2 separate regions of the Sus scrofa genome follow, and region 1 is linked to region 2. Evidence: chromatin contacts called from public Hi-C data. All regions are on one chromosome and are shown on one strand. Each heading gives the region's core, a stretch centred on a gene start, on an enhancer-like site or on the middle of the called end of the contact. The rest is flanking DNA. Distances are from core to core; before and after follow the strand shown. Region 1 holds the start of BAZ1A (bromodomain adjacent to zinc finger domain 1A). Region 2 overlaps LOC100153150.

Evidence for each region. Hi-C and Micro-C count contacts between places; a contact is called where the count stands out from the background.
Region 1: a Hi-C map of liver shows a contact between it and region 2, with 2.6 times the contacts expected there. The contact joins the promoter of BAZ1A here to the enhancer-like site in region 2. A contact is called at or near these places in 5 of 47 Hi-C or Micro-C datasets (blood, embryonic fibroblasts, liver and 1 more).

Annotation. Positions count from the first base shown.
Region 1 is chr7:64,964,246-64,970,938 of Sscrofa11.1, forward strand. It overlaps BAZ1A (bromodomain adjacent to zinc finger domain 1A), which reads left to right and starts at 5,381. Exons shown (of 27, transcript NM_001244159.1): 1 at 5,381-5,625; 2 at 6,085-6,255. The coding sequence starts at 6,143. LOC106507712 reads left to right here and starts at 5,182. Exons shown (of 3, transcript XM_021100054.1): 1 at 5,182-5,675; 2 at 5,731-6,028; 3 at 6,085-6,123. The coding sequence starts at 5,182. The coding sequence ends at 6,123.
Region 2 is chr7:64,893,551-64,900,262 of Sscrofa11.1, forward strand. It overlaps LOC100153150, which reads left to right. Exons shown (of 8, transcript XM_021099173.1): 3 at 742-880; 4 at 2,890-3,011; 5 at 5,165-5,275. Among named protein-coding and RNA genes, the nearest start is that of SRP54, 19 kb to the left of the region's middle. Within about 2 kb of position 2,966, at least 3 of the 83 cell types and tissues checked have an H3K27ac peak or open chromatin away from gene starts, as enhancers often do. A contact at or near this core is called in liver, where this site is marked.

The DNA.
Region 1 (6,693 bases), core at 4,131-6,630, 73 kb after region 2:
TAAGTGAGGTCCTGTAAAAAAGGACATTTTTACTTTTTATTTGCAGTTCTAAACTTATTTGCAATTGTTGCTTTGAGGACTTTATTACATCAGCTTCCTGTTCTGACCTGCCACTTTACCATCTGATCTCTGTATCTTAAAAACATTTATTCATCTTTCTGCAAGTGAAAAGTTTTACTTTGATCCCTGTCCCCTTGCAACTCTTTTTCCAGAAGTAACTAGTGTGTTATTTTCCAATATATCTTTCCAGATGTAATTTATGTATCAAACAAATGTGTGTGTACATTAGCCCCTGTATGTATTTTAATTAACCTTTAAAAACTTTCTTATGTCCATATACTATTCCATTGTATGAACATATAATAATTTATTAATGACGGACATTTCCATTAATTTTAGTATTATGCTATTCCTAACAAAGCCAAAACAAAGAGTTTCAAATATACTTGTGGGATATCTTCCTAAAGATACATTTGTAATTTTAGATAAATATTGCCCAGTTTGCCTATTTCCTCAGACTTACCAACATATGATAGTGATCACTCATCTGAAAGTTGAAAAATGTTATCTCAGTTTAGTTTTAATTTGCATTTCTCTTATTATGAATGAGGCTGAGAATCTTTTTATATGTCTTTTTATATGTCTTTTAAAGCCATTTATATTTTTCTCAGTCTCTTGGGCTATTCTGATTTATTATTCTGTTTTAGGGAAATAGGAAATCCTTTATATATTAGGGAAAGTATCCCTTTGTCAGTGAATTGCAAATAATTCTTTTCCCAGTTTGGTGTTTGTCTTCCAACGTTGTGGTAGCATTTGCTATGCAGAAATTTTTGATTTTTATTTTATAGAATATCTTTATGGATTCTGGGCTTTGTGTTCTATGGTACGTAGGCTTTCTCCACTCTGAGATGATCTTTTAAGTTCTCCATGGTTTCTGCTAACAAATTCTAAATTGTTCAATGGATTGGCTCAAGTTCCCTGTTTCAATTTATATCTAAGCTATATTAGCAAATCAGTCCCGTAAAAATATAGAATAGTATAATAAGGAGCTTGGACACCAGAGTTGATAATTTTGGCTTTTCTGTTTCTGGGCTGTATGACATTGGGCATGCTACTTAATTAACCTCTCTGAGCCTCAATGGCTTCATATGTTTTTTGTTGTTGTTGTTGTTGTTGTTGTCTTTTTAGGACTGCACCCAAGGCACATGGAGGTTCCCAGGCTAGGGGTCTAATCAGAGCTACAGCTTGCCAGCCTACACCAGAGCCACAGCAACGCCAGATCCAAGCCAAGTCTTTCGACCTGCACCACAGCTCACGGCAACGCCAGATCTTTAACCCACTGAGCCAATGCCAGGGATTGAACCTGCAATCTCATAGTTCCTAGTTGGATTCGTTTCCACTGAGCCACAATGGGAACTCCTCAATGGCTTCATATGTAAAATGGAAATGATGAATAGTACTTTGTTGTGAGAACGGCATGAGATGGTTCATTTAAAGTCCTTAGTACGCGCCATAAGCTGGAAGCCTTCATTAAATGTAAACTATTACCATGATAATGATAATGGTCATAGACTATTCTTTCAACCCCACTACCATCCCATAATTCATGACTTTAATCAGAAAGCATTGAATAAAAAGTGAATTCTGAATTGCCAACATTACTACTTCAGCATTAACAATCCAATCTCCTCAAAGCATAGTAGTTCTCAACCTTGGCAGTACATTAGAATCACCTGAATAGACTTTTAAACACCAAATGCCTGGGTCCCTACTTCTGAAATTGTTTTAATTGGTTGACACCCAGGCATCAGTGTCTTTCCAAAACCCCTTTGGTGATTTCAGTGAGCAACTAAGGTCAAGCCCTACCATCCTAATACTAGGCCAGTGATTTCAGATATGAAGGGAAACATATTCATTGCTTCCAAAGAACAATGTATATAAATCTTTTATAGGCAAAATGCCATGAATTAGAAAGACATTAAAAAGAGAACATAGAAGAGCTGAGACAGGTGTCAGAGATACTAAAGCAAGAGTTATGAAGTTGAAGATATTCTTTGTATGTATTTTTAAGACATCATTCTCAGCTATACTTGTATAACTGCAACTTAGAGGTGAGGGACATGAAGTGTTATATTTGTTAGATATGTTAACCGAAGCACGGAGATAGGATTTGTCAGCTCTTCAATTAGATTTAAGATTCTTATCACCCCTTTTGCTTTCCTGGATAATTCTCAATTATTATTATTATTTTGGCTTTATGGGGCCACACCAAGGCATATGGTGGTTCCCAGGCCAGGGGTCTAATCAGAGCTGTAGCCGCCGGCCTACGCCAGAGCCACAGCAATGCTGGATCCGAGCTGCGTCTGCGACCTACACCACAGCTCATGGCGACACCAGATCCTTAACCCACTGAGCCAGGCCAGGGATTGAACCCGCAACCTCATGGTTCCTAGTCGGATTCGTTAACCACTGAGCCACCAAGAATTATTATTTCTGATCATGAGTAATATATATAACTTATCCCCTTCCACATTTTAGCAGTTTAGGAAGGATTTCTAATGTTGTCTTAGCTTATTTATAGATACAGCATGAGTAGAGTCTACAAGAAAATTAGATATTATGGAAAGAGCAGTGTCGTCTAAAGAAACTAGACCAAGGAGTCAGGGGCCTAGATTTCAGTTCCTGGGCTTCTGTTTCTCAGCTACAAAATGAGAGAATTAAGAGTTCCCAAAAGTTTCTTTCAGTTCTGAGTAATTACTGTCTCACCAAACCACCTAAGTAAAGCCTTTTTCAACCAGTCAATAGAATACAGGAAAAGTATTCTAGCTCAAGCTTGTAAAACATATTTCATAATCTTGTTTTGTCTTTACCTAAAGCAGTATACTTTCTCAAATATGTAAACTAGGTGTTGATGATATTATGTCCTGCCTAACTAGTATATTTACATTTTACATATAAGTGGGGACCACTGGGGTCTTTACACAAAGGGATGACAGGGTGTAGATGGTTGGATCTTGAGACTATGGGGCGTGGGGGGATATGGTGGAACATGAGCTTTCTGTTGCCCTTCACATTATGCCCTGTGGATGACTTAATTTAAGACCGACCGTGGGTTCCCCTTCTATAGTTTCTTTCAATCTTTATTACTTCTCTTTTTGCATTACACTACTTATGATCATCAGGACTCAAATAATTCTTGTATCTGTTATTTGTCTTTACATCATCTCTTCCATATAAGATTGTACATTTTTTGAGGCCAGGATAGGATACATTTGTGTTGTATCCCTTGCATGAGGAAGTACAGTGACTTGGCACATAAATGGAGGAAAAATGTTTAACTTAATTGTTAAGGACTTAATTTCATTGTTTTCTTTTTTCTTTGTGATACCTTAACTTTTATAGTTTACAATATATCCATTTTTTTTCCACACAAAGCCCTATTACATGACAGCATCCTTTACTTTCTGAATATAGCAAGTGAGTTTTCACTCTCAATGGCCTAGAAGTAATAATTAATAAAGCAAAGAGGTGATCATGACACCAAAATATGAAATAAATATTAGGTAAGCTTTTAGTAGTAAACGTGTAGGATAACTTTAAGAGAAGTGTTATTTTAAGTTAGCTTAATATGCTATCAATTCGATCAAACATTATAAACACATAAAAACTAAACTTTTTAATGTTAGTTATTTACTGAACATGTTCTGAAATAATAACTATGAATCAAATTAAAATCTTAGTGTAACTGAGAGAACTGGGTTATGATGGTATTGAAATTTGAGTATGGTAGTAGGGAAATTGAGATGATAGTGTTTTTTCAAGTAGAATAAAATTTCAATTTTAGGTTAGTACAAAAAGAGAATCCAATTCTTTAAAAAATTGTATTTAATAGAAACAAAATCAACATTACTATTTTTGATCATGATTTTAATGAGATTTTAGCGGCTTAACAAACAGACCTAAGGAATATAAATACTATATATTCAGATAAAATTTCACCCATTTTTAGCTTGAGAGTTAAGTTGGGATTTTGAACTGTGAGAGCGATGCTTCAATATTGGTTGAAAATTATCCATCCTCCTTGTCCCTGTTATGAGTCTATCTTTGTTGGCTCTAAGTTTTTCACCTGGAAAATTACTTTCTAGGTAAGGAATTCTATAGTGTCACTCAGTGTACTAGTGGGTGGCCAGTTTAAAACTTCAAATCTTTGAGTGGGTAATTTTTTGAAGTTTATCCAGAGGAATATACTTACTAACCCCTGAAAGTATGTCCAAGCCTCTTTGACTATACACTAAGATGCATTAATTTTATTAATGATTTTTGAATCACAAAATTTTTCTAGCCACGTAAAAGTATCTTAAAAGAAGTTTAAAAATGACAACTCTTGAGATTTGAATAGATCCCTTACATTTTCTGCTCCAGTACACATATGTACTTAATTTGAAGAAACAAAGATGATCCCACATTGTTTCTACGACTGAGATCATTTCATAATATTAGTAATTAGTTACATCCTTTGTTGAATGGCTGCTCTTCAAATTGTCTTTTAGGCCCATTCTTACATGTTAATATGCAAGTAAGCAAATGTCAAAGGTTGTCGCCAAAAAGACCATTTAATATAAAGCTGGCAAACATTTAAAGTTATTTGTAGTTTTGGAAAATTCTTTTAAATTCGAAAGTCACATTATATCATTAAAATTAGTTTCACATATGGAAATCATTGATATGGGAAAGTCGTTTTAGGGAAAATTTCACTAGTAAATCCACAATCTTTAAAATTCCGAATTATTGAATTAAATACTGATCCCTTGCAGAATGTTTTCAGCGCCGTATTCTTCTAAATACTACTTTTTAATTTAAATACGAGGGGGCCCTATAGGCATGATGACATTTTCCGACATACTTTTTTAGGTCTTTGAATTGTCCTTAGTAGTAAAGAGCATTGCTGTCAAGAAAGGTATTTTCAAGGTGAAGGTTTTACATAAGCAAATTATTTTTTAGACATGAGAACTCTAATTTTGAATTAGAAAATATCAAAATATTTTCCACTTCTTATTTCTCCTCCCTCTTCCCTTCCTTAAAATAAAAGTTAAATCTCAATAGGACTCCTTTTCCCATCGCGGAACCAAGCGCTGGTGCCAGACTTGAAGAGGAAGGCTTTACTTTGTTAGTCGCGTGTTTATGAAACCCCAGCGCTCTTCGCAGATCTTTGGGTTGATAATCGCAAACATGGAGGATGCTTCTGATTCTTCACAAGGGGTTGCTCTATTAATTAATAATGTAGCTCTCCCAGGCTCTCCGCCGTCTCTTCCTGTATCAGTGACAGGCTGTAAAAGTCATCGAGTAGCCAATAAAAAGGTAGAAGCGAGAAGTGAAAAGCTCCTCCCAACAGCTCTTCCTCCTTCGGAGCCGAAAGTAGATCAGAAACTTCCCAGGAGCTCGGAGAGGCGGGGAAGTGGCGGTGGGACGCGATTCCCCGCGCGGAGCCAGGCCGTGGCAGCGGGAGAAGCGGCGGCCAGCAGCGCCGCGGGGCCGGCGGGAAGCGACCCCCCGGGGGGGACAGAGCCTCCCCTCGCCGCCTTTGTAGTTGAGAAGGTGGAGAAGTGGCAGCCGGCGTACTTGCAGGTGAGGGGCTCCGTGTGGTCGCTCGGGAGCCGGCCGACGCCGGCAGCGAAGTGGAGGAGAGCGGGGGAACAAAGCGGAGTGACTCCGGGGTCCGCCCGCAGCGAGCTCCCTCGCGGCGTCGGGCCGGCCGGCTGCGCGCCGAGCACGTTGTGAGCCCCGCGGCGGCGGCGGCCGCGGGCTGGGAGAGGGCGCGGGGGAGGGGGCCGCCGTCGCTCCCGCACTGCCCGCCCGCGGCCGGGCGTCCGGCCCCATTGTGAGCCGGCAGCCGGGCGTGCGGAGGTGGGGCGGCTCCGCTCTTTCGATACCCCGGCCGCGACAGGAGCGACCTCGGCTCCGGTGGCAGTCGCGGCGCGTCAGTCACACAAAAGGCAGTCGAGCTTCCCCGGCGCGCGGACCGGCCCACGCCGCCGCCGAGCGCTCCCCACCTTACCGGCTTTCCTTTCCCTCCAATTTTGATAGGGAAGCGGGGCCGGCGCGGGCGGCCGAGGGTCCGGGTGAGCCCGCGGGCGGACACGAGATGCCGCTGCTACACCGAAAGCCGTTTGTGAGACAGAAGCCGCCCGCGGACCTACGGCCCGACGAGGAAGTTTTCTACTGTAAAGTCACCAACGAGATCTTCCGCCACTACGAGTAAGGGCCGGGCGCGGGGGGTGCGAGGGAGTGTGTGGACTCTCTCCCCCACGTCCTTTTGTCTCTTTCCTTATTCTCGCTCTGGGCTTCTGGTGGGGCGACGGGAAAGTGACGGGTGGTCGCGGGCCCGCGTTTCTTTGGCCCCCGAGCCCAACCAGTGACTGCGCGGGGCCCCCGGCTGGCCCCACTGGCCGCGGCGCGCGTGGGTAGAGCCGGCCCGGGCAGAGTAGCCTCGGGTCCCAGGCCGGCCGCGGGGACAGCTTCCAGTCGCGGCAGCCGCCCGGCAGCCGAGCGGCGGAAACTCCCCGCCTCGCCCCTCCCCGCCGCGGCCACACGCGCGCTCCGGGGCCAGTTCCGGGATCCCCGCCTGGCGGCCGAGGGGATCCCCGCTCGGGTCAGCGGCGCGGAGCCGCCGTCCCCCGGCCCCGGGAGGGAATC
Region 2 (6,712 bases), core at 1,716-4,215:
TTCTTAACCCCCTGAGCAAGGCCAGGGATCAAACCCACAACCTCATGGTTCCTAGTCGAGTTCGTTAACCACTGAGCCACGGTGGGAACTCCCTGTTGCCGCTTACTATATTATGTACCACCAGTATTAATAAAGGGTTATTATTTGTAAGCATGAAGTTTTACTAACATTTTTATTATTTGTAAACTTTGCTTCTATGCAGAAGAAGAATTACTTGTTAAGTGATTTGTTGGGCAAGACACCAGCATGTACTAGAAGACCTAGTGTTAGTTTCCACTCCCCCCCTTTTTGGGGGGCCATGCCCTGGCCAGGCATGGAACCCACGCTGCAGCAGCGACCCGAGCCACAACAGTGAAACACTGAACCACCAGGAAACTTCAACTCTTCCCCGTCTTAACTAACTATTATCATTTCTTTGGAGAATCCTCTCTGGGTATCAGTTTTTTTATTTGTGAAATACACTACTCAGAATGGACAAGATGGTCTCCATATCCTTTTTCAATTATTCCTCTTTCTCATAGCCATGTTTTACATCATGACAGGTCAAATAACAAGTTGCTTGTGTCTCAGAAATAAAAGAAGAGCAGAGTTGCTGACTTCCATAGCGAAACTTGTCTTTCTGGGCTTTGTTGTTGCTCTCAGAATTTCAGCATATGAACCACTGATGTTTTGCCTTATTTAGCAATAAAAGAGACTTCTTTTGTACTTTGTTTCTTTTGATGTTTTTCTTCTCTCCACCAGATACAGCAGCAGCCAGAACCCACAGTTCACGTTGATGCATTCCTTTATGATGAAGACTTTATTGATTCATTATGTGAGCAAGGAAAAATGAGCAGAAACTACTGTATGGTGTGCGGCTCACACCAGACAGCGCCCTTAGGTGGGCATTCAAGCCTACAAACCTGACGACTCCATGTGTCCTTACATGTCATGAGCTTGCAAATTCTTGACCAAACGTTCACTGTTTTTGAAAGCAAAAAGGCCAACCTGGGAGTTCCCGTCGTGGCGCAGTGGTTAACGAATCCGACTAGGAACCATGAGGTTGCGGGTTTGGTCCCTGCCCTTGCTCAGTGGGTTAAGGATCTGGCGTTGCCGTGAGCTGTGGTGTAGGTTGCAGATGCGGCTCGGATCCCGCGTTGCTGTGGCTCTGGCATAGGCTGGTGGCTACAGCTCCGATTCAACCCCTAGCCTGGGAACCTCCATATGCCGCGGGAGCGGCCCAAGAAATAGCAACAACAACAACAACAAAAGACAAAAGACAAAAGACAAAAAAAAGGCCAACCTACAGCATAGCCATTACCAATGATTGCAGTCAGGGAAACTAAATAGAAACATTTTCAAGAAAGGCTAGACCACTTCATGTCTCCCAGGAGGGTATTTCTGCTTTTCACTGAACATCTTCAATCAGAGGTGACTTTTCAGGTCCACAAACTAATCGGAAACGGTTGAATACAGGGAAACTGACTCAAACTTTCCATACTCCAAAGAGATTCATATTTAACCATAATGCTGATTTACTTCAGTGAGAAATATAACTGTCAAGGGGCCCAAAAACATTCTCCTCTAGAGATATCTACTTGAGAAGTCAGATGGTAATCGGATATTGTCAAATGGTCATAGACTCAGAAAACAGAGTTAGATACTCTTGAGAGTTTGTTGAGGCCATGATTTGACCTAGTGGAGCATCTGCAGTCCGTAACACAGAACATCTCTTGTGATAGATCTACTACATCTCTGTCTTTTAGATGAGGCACCCATGTTTCAACTAGAAAGCTATGACTGACTCCATGCTGCTAAGATGTTAAACTCTTCTGTTCACAATATTTTTTTTATTCAGATGATATGATTGTCTAGGCTATTACTTTTTCTCCTTTCTCTCTCTTCTCTCTTTTTTTTCTCAGCCATCCCCACAGAATATGGAAGTTCCCAGGCCAGGATTGAATCCCAGCCAGAGCTGCAGCCTGTACCACAGCTGCAGCAACACCAGATCCTTAACCCACTGTGCCAGGCTGGGGGTAGAACCCGAGCATCCACAGAGACAAGCCAGATCATTAACCCACTGCACCACAGTGGGAACTCCCTCTGGGCTATTATTTTAAACATGCTATTTCAGTCTCCCTGCTCACTTAGATTTAGAGGTATTGCTTAGAGTAGGTAAGTAATACTGTTCTCATGTTATTGATCTCAGATAATATCATTCTCAACAGTTTACTACTACCAAATTTGAAATATGTTGTTAATACAAATATATTGTACTTATAGTTGGGGGATTAAACTGCCCAGGTTGACTGGTTTAAGATTCTGTTGTTAGATAGTACTTAAGATTTCCATTTGAAGTAGTTGAAATTCACAGAATAGAAAAGGACTCAGATGAGAACAATAGAGGCAAAACTAAAAAGTGAATTGTAATTATATTCTAACACCGTAACACCATAATTTGTAGAAATTTATAGAAGACCTATGTTTGACAAAAATTTGGAGATTAAGATCCATTTTCCCATAAAAATCAGGTTGTAAATAGTGACTGGGTACCCAGGCCAGCCCAGATAACTGTAACTCCTCGTAGGGAAAGAGGAAGGGAAAAACCAAGGACAGCCTAAAGCAGGAGCAAGAGGGAAATGCAGGGCACCAGGGTGGGACAGGCAGCTGAGTAGCAATTCCCTGGGGGCCTCTTAAATGTCATAGACTTCGTGTTTGTTCTTGTGTCATACAGCTCAGAGTGACTGCAATATTACCACATTGATTTTTTTTTTCTAAATCAGCTCTGAATGGCTTTCATTAATGAAGAAAAACATGAAATATACTTTATAGGTGAAAGGATTAGAAATGCAGAATAGAATTGTTAATCCCCCAGCAAAATTTAATGTTTACTCTGTTCTAATTCTCCAGGGTTTATTTCTCATTCCTTCTCTCTCATGGAATTGAAGTTCATTTATCATCACGTGCTCCCTGATCTGTCGGGAAAGGTCTTGGTTGACGTTGGCTCCAGGCTTGGCACCGTCCTTTATGGGGTAAAGTCCAGCTTGTGGACATACTCAACATTTGGAAATACTTTCTTCTCCTACTAGCAACACTTTTGCCTGCCACCATCCAAGGTGACAGCTTGGCTTTATTTATTAAAGTAACAGAATAATACTGTTAAAATAGTGTATTGAACTTGGACTTTCAAAGGCCAGCTCTCTGATTGCTTTACTGGTTTGTTTCTGCGACATAAATGAAGGAATAGCAGCAAAACAAAAACAGGTGACCCTCATAACACTTTGCTCTTTTGTCACTCACCCACTGCCCTCTAACTCCGTTCTCTTTTTCCGGACTGAAATAGTATGCTGAGCTTTGATAAGAGCTCTTATAAAACTGACAGATTTATTTTACCTAAGAAATTGCATACAGCTATTAGCAAGTCACCTAACACCTCTGGGCCTCAAGTTCCTCACCTGTAAGTGAGCAGACACATCTTTCTCTAGTTTTCTATGATCCAAAGTTAGAATGTAGACTTTTGTTTCTGAAATGTCACTTCAGTGTGGCTTTTTTTTTTTTTTTTTTTGCTTTGCTTTTTAGTGCTGTACCTGTGCCATATGGAGGTTCCCAGGCTATGGGTCTTATCGGAGCTACAGCTGCCAGTCTACACCACAGCCACAGCAACACCAGATGTGAGCCACGTCTCCGACCTACACCACAGCTCACAGCAACGCCTGATTCTTAACCTACTGAGCAAGGCCAGGGATTGAACCTGCAACCTCATGGTTCCTAGTCGGATTAGTTTCCGCTGTGCCACGACAGAACTCCCAGTATGGCTTTTTAAAAAAATTCACATCATGAGTTTTTTACTGTTCTTAAATGCTTTTACCAAAAAACTGAAATGTGGTTTCTGGTTGTCATTAGCAGACTTGTTCAAACATGTGGCCAACAGCAGTAGAGGTTCATGCCAGAAAAAGGCACTATCAGTTCCAGCATCACTGCCTGCTTAAATAGAAACAGTTAACTCTTTAATGCTTCACTTATTGTTCAGTGTTGACTTTTATTCTGTAATTGGGAAAGACTGCCATGAGAGAAAGTAGAGTTTGTCAAATAGCTTTGTTTGGAGAACATGAGAGATTATGATTGTTTACCATATTTCGTTCACTCTTACTAATTCTGTGATTTGCTAGCAGAGTATATAGCTGAAATGATTGTGGCTGTGCATGTATTTGGCAGTGTTAATGAATATTATCATTTTTCTCAGTATTAGGTCACTGAGTCAAAAACTTTTTGAGTATTTATATATGCTTTGTTGAACATATTCTAAAAATCCACGATGAGCTATAACAATAAATTTAGTTTACACGGAGTTCCCTGCTGTGGCACAATGGGATTGGCAGCATCTTAGGAGCTCTGGGTGGCAGTTTCCATCCCTGGCCCAGCACAGTGGGTTACAGATCTGGCATTGCTGCAGCTATGGCTTAAGTTGTTGCAACGACAGCTCCAATCTGATCCATGGCCTGGGAACTCCATATGTCTTGGGGTGGCCCAAAATGAAAGAAAAAAAAATTTAATTTACACAGTTATAGTTGATATAAAATGATCTTCAGAATATGATTCAACCTTTTTCATGAGAATATTTTTATTATAATAAAAAACACATACATAATAATATATAGTCAGTTCTTGATGATTCTTGTTAACTTATAGTTATCTTTGGCAAATTGCCAGACACCAGGCTGACTTCCCTAAGACAAACAGGACATACCTCCAGCTACCTTCCTCTTATGTCAGACTGTGCATGAATTTCCATTATATTTCCCACAGGTTAATGCCTTTCTTGCTTTCCCCTGATGTAACTTCCCAAGAAATTACAGAAATAGGGTATTAAATAAAGAATCATACAGATGTGATCACTTTTCTCATTTCCAATTTTGTTGAATGTAGAGTTTTATTGGAAAAAGTTAAGAAATCAATCTTTAAAATATAATTATTTTTAAATAATGGAAATTAATAAGCTACAATCAAGATCTTGATGAATAAGAGCCAAGTTCTTAGAGTTGTTTTACATAAATTATAAAATGTTATATATCCTTTTATTTTTATTTTTCTGAATTCTGCTTTTAAAAGTTTGACTTCTTAAGTAGAGATAAACCCACAACTAAAAGTCAATTATTTCACTTCATAATGTGTTTTCATATCTTAGGGTTATCTTTACAGTTCAGCATCACAGCTATTTGGAGTGGAATTGAATGGAGACTTTTGCCAGTTGCAGGATATGATCATAAAAAAGTACCAGTTCACTGACAGAATAAAGGTACCCTTTTAAATATTTATTCTGTTAGCCATGTTATAGAATAATTTGGCCGGAATTCTTCAGAATTGGAGTTGGAAAATCTTTTTGAATATTTTTTGTTTCTGTTCTGTGGAAATAGACTGAATTAACTTAATATTTAAAACATTAATAATAAAGATGAATGTGAATGTTCCACCCACATTTTCTCTTCCTCCCTAATTTTATTAGAAAATAGAATTTTTTTTCTTAATTTTCTTCATATCAACTATAGTTTTGGTAGCAGCAATTTTGAAATTCTCGATGTTGGTGAGAAGTATATTTAACTCTGTTGAAAGTAAGCAAATAGGTTAAGTAGTGCTCACAGTTCTTTATCTTCTTTTTTAAGCTTTTAAGAGGAATTGTGGGTGCCACAGAATTGCAGTTCATGGGAAAATGATGCCCTGGTTTGGGCTATGACAGAATTTTCTCTTTTCTAAGGGGGAAGGAAGTTTTTGGTTTTTTGGTAAAAGCAGCAATCTTTATTTCACTAGTGATCCTACACTTCTAATAGCAATGTACACAAATATTGAGTATCTAAGGGTCTTTGAAGTTAAGTGTAATCTAATAATGAAAGACATGTTTTAGCAAGGTTAAGGAGCTATCCTTTCCCTTTTCTATAGAAGGAAAATTTTTCAATCTCCTTCCATTCTTCCTTTTTTCTCTCCCTCTCTTATCTTAAAAATTGAGAGGCAAATAATCAAAGAGAAGTCGTTGTCCAATAATAAATTCATGAATTTTTCTCACTATTCTGTATGTAATAAACAAAAACACACTGCTCTTACATGATCAGGATCACATGCCTAACAGAATGTCAATTTAATTAGAAATTGAGACTTAAACTTATGAATATTATTTATTTGTAAGACTAAATTCTTTTTTGGAAAAAATCACATGATACAAAGTAAACTTTTTCTTGCTTTTTAAAATAGAAGTTATTTGCTTTGCTCTTGAGCAAACAAATGTTTCCTCTTATTATCTTATCTACAAGACTTGTTGATTATAGTATAAGTTAATTTTTTGAGGTATATGGTTTTCCAACAAATTGTTTTGTTTGCTTTCTTAGATCATATATTCAAGTGAATTTTAGATGAAGAGTCAGACAAGGCGAGTTAACATTGTATTAAAATTTATGGTTTATTTGCTGTGTTTTGTTTTCTTTATAGGGCTGTACCTGCAGCATATGGAAGTTCCCAGGCTAGGGTCAAATTGGAGCTGCAGCTGCCAGCCTGTGCCATAGCAACTCCAGTTCCAAGACACAGCTGCGATCTATGCCACATGCCACAGCTCGGCAACACCAATCCTTAACCTGCTGAGCAAGCCAGGGAGTAACCCAATCCCATGGAGACTACACTGGTTCTTAACCCACTGAGCCACAATGAAACACCAAGTTTACAATTTATAATACTTTTAAAATTACAT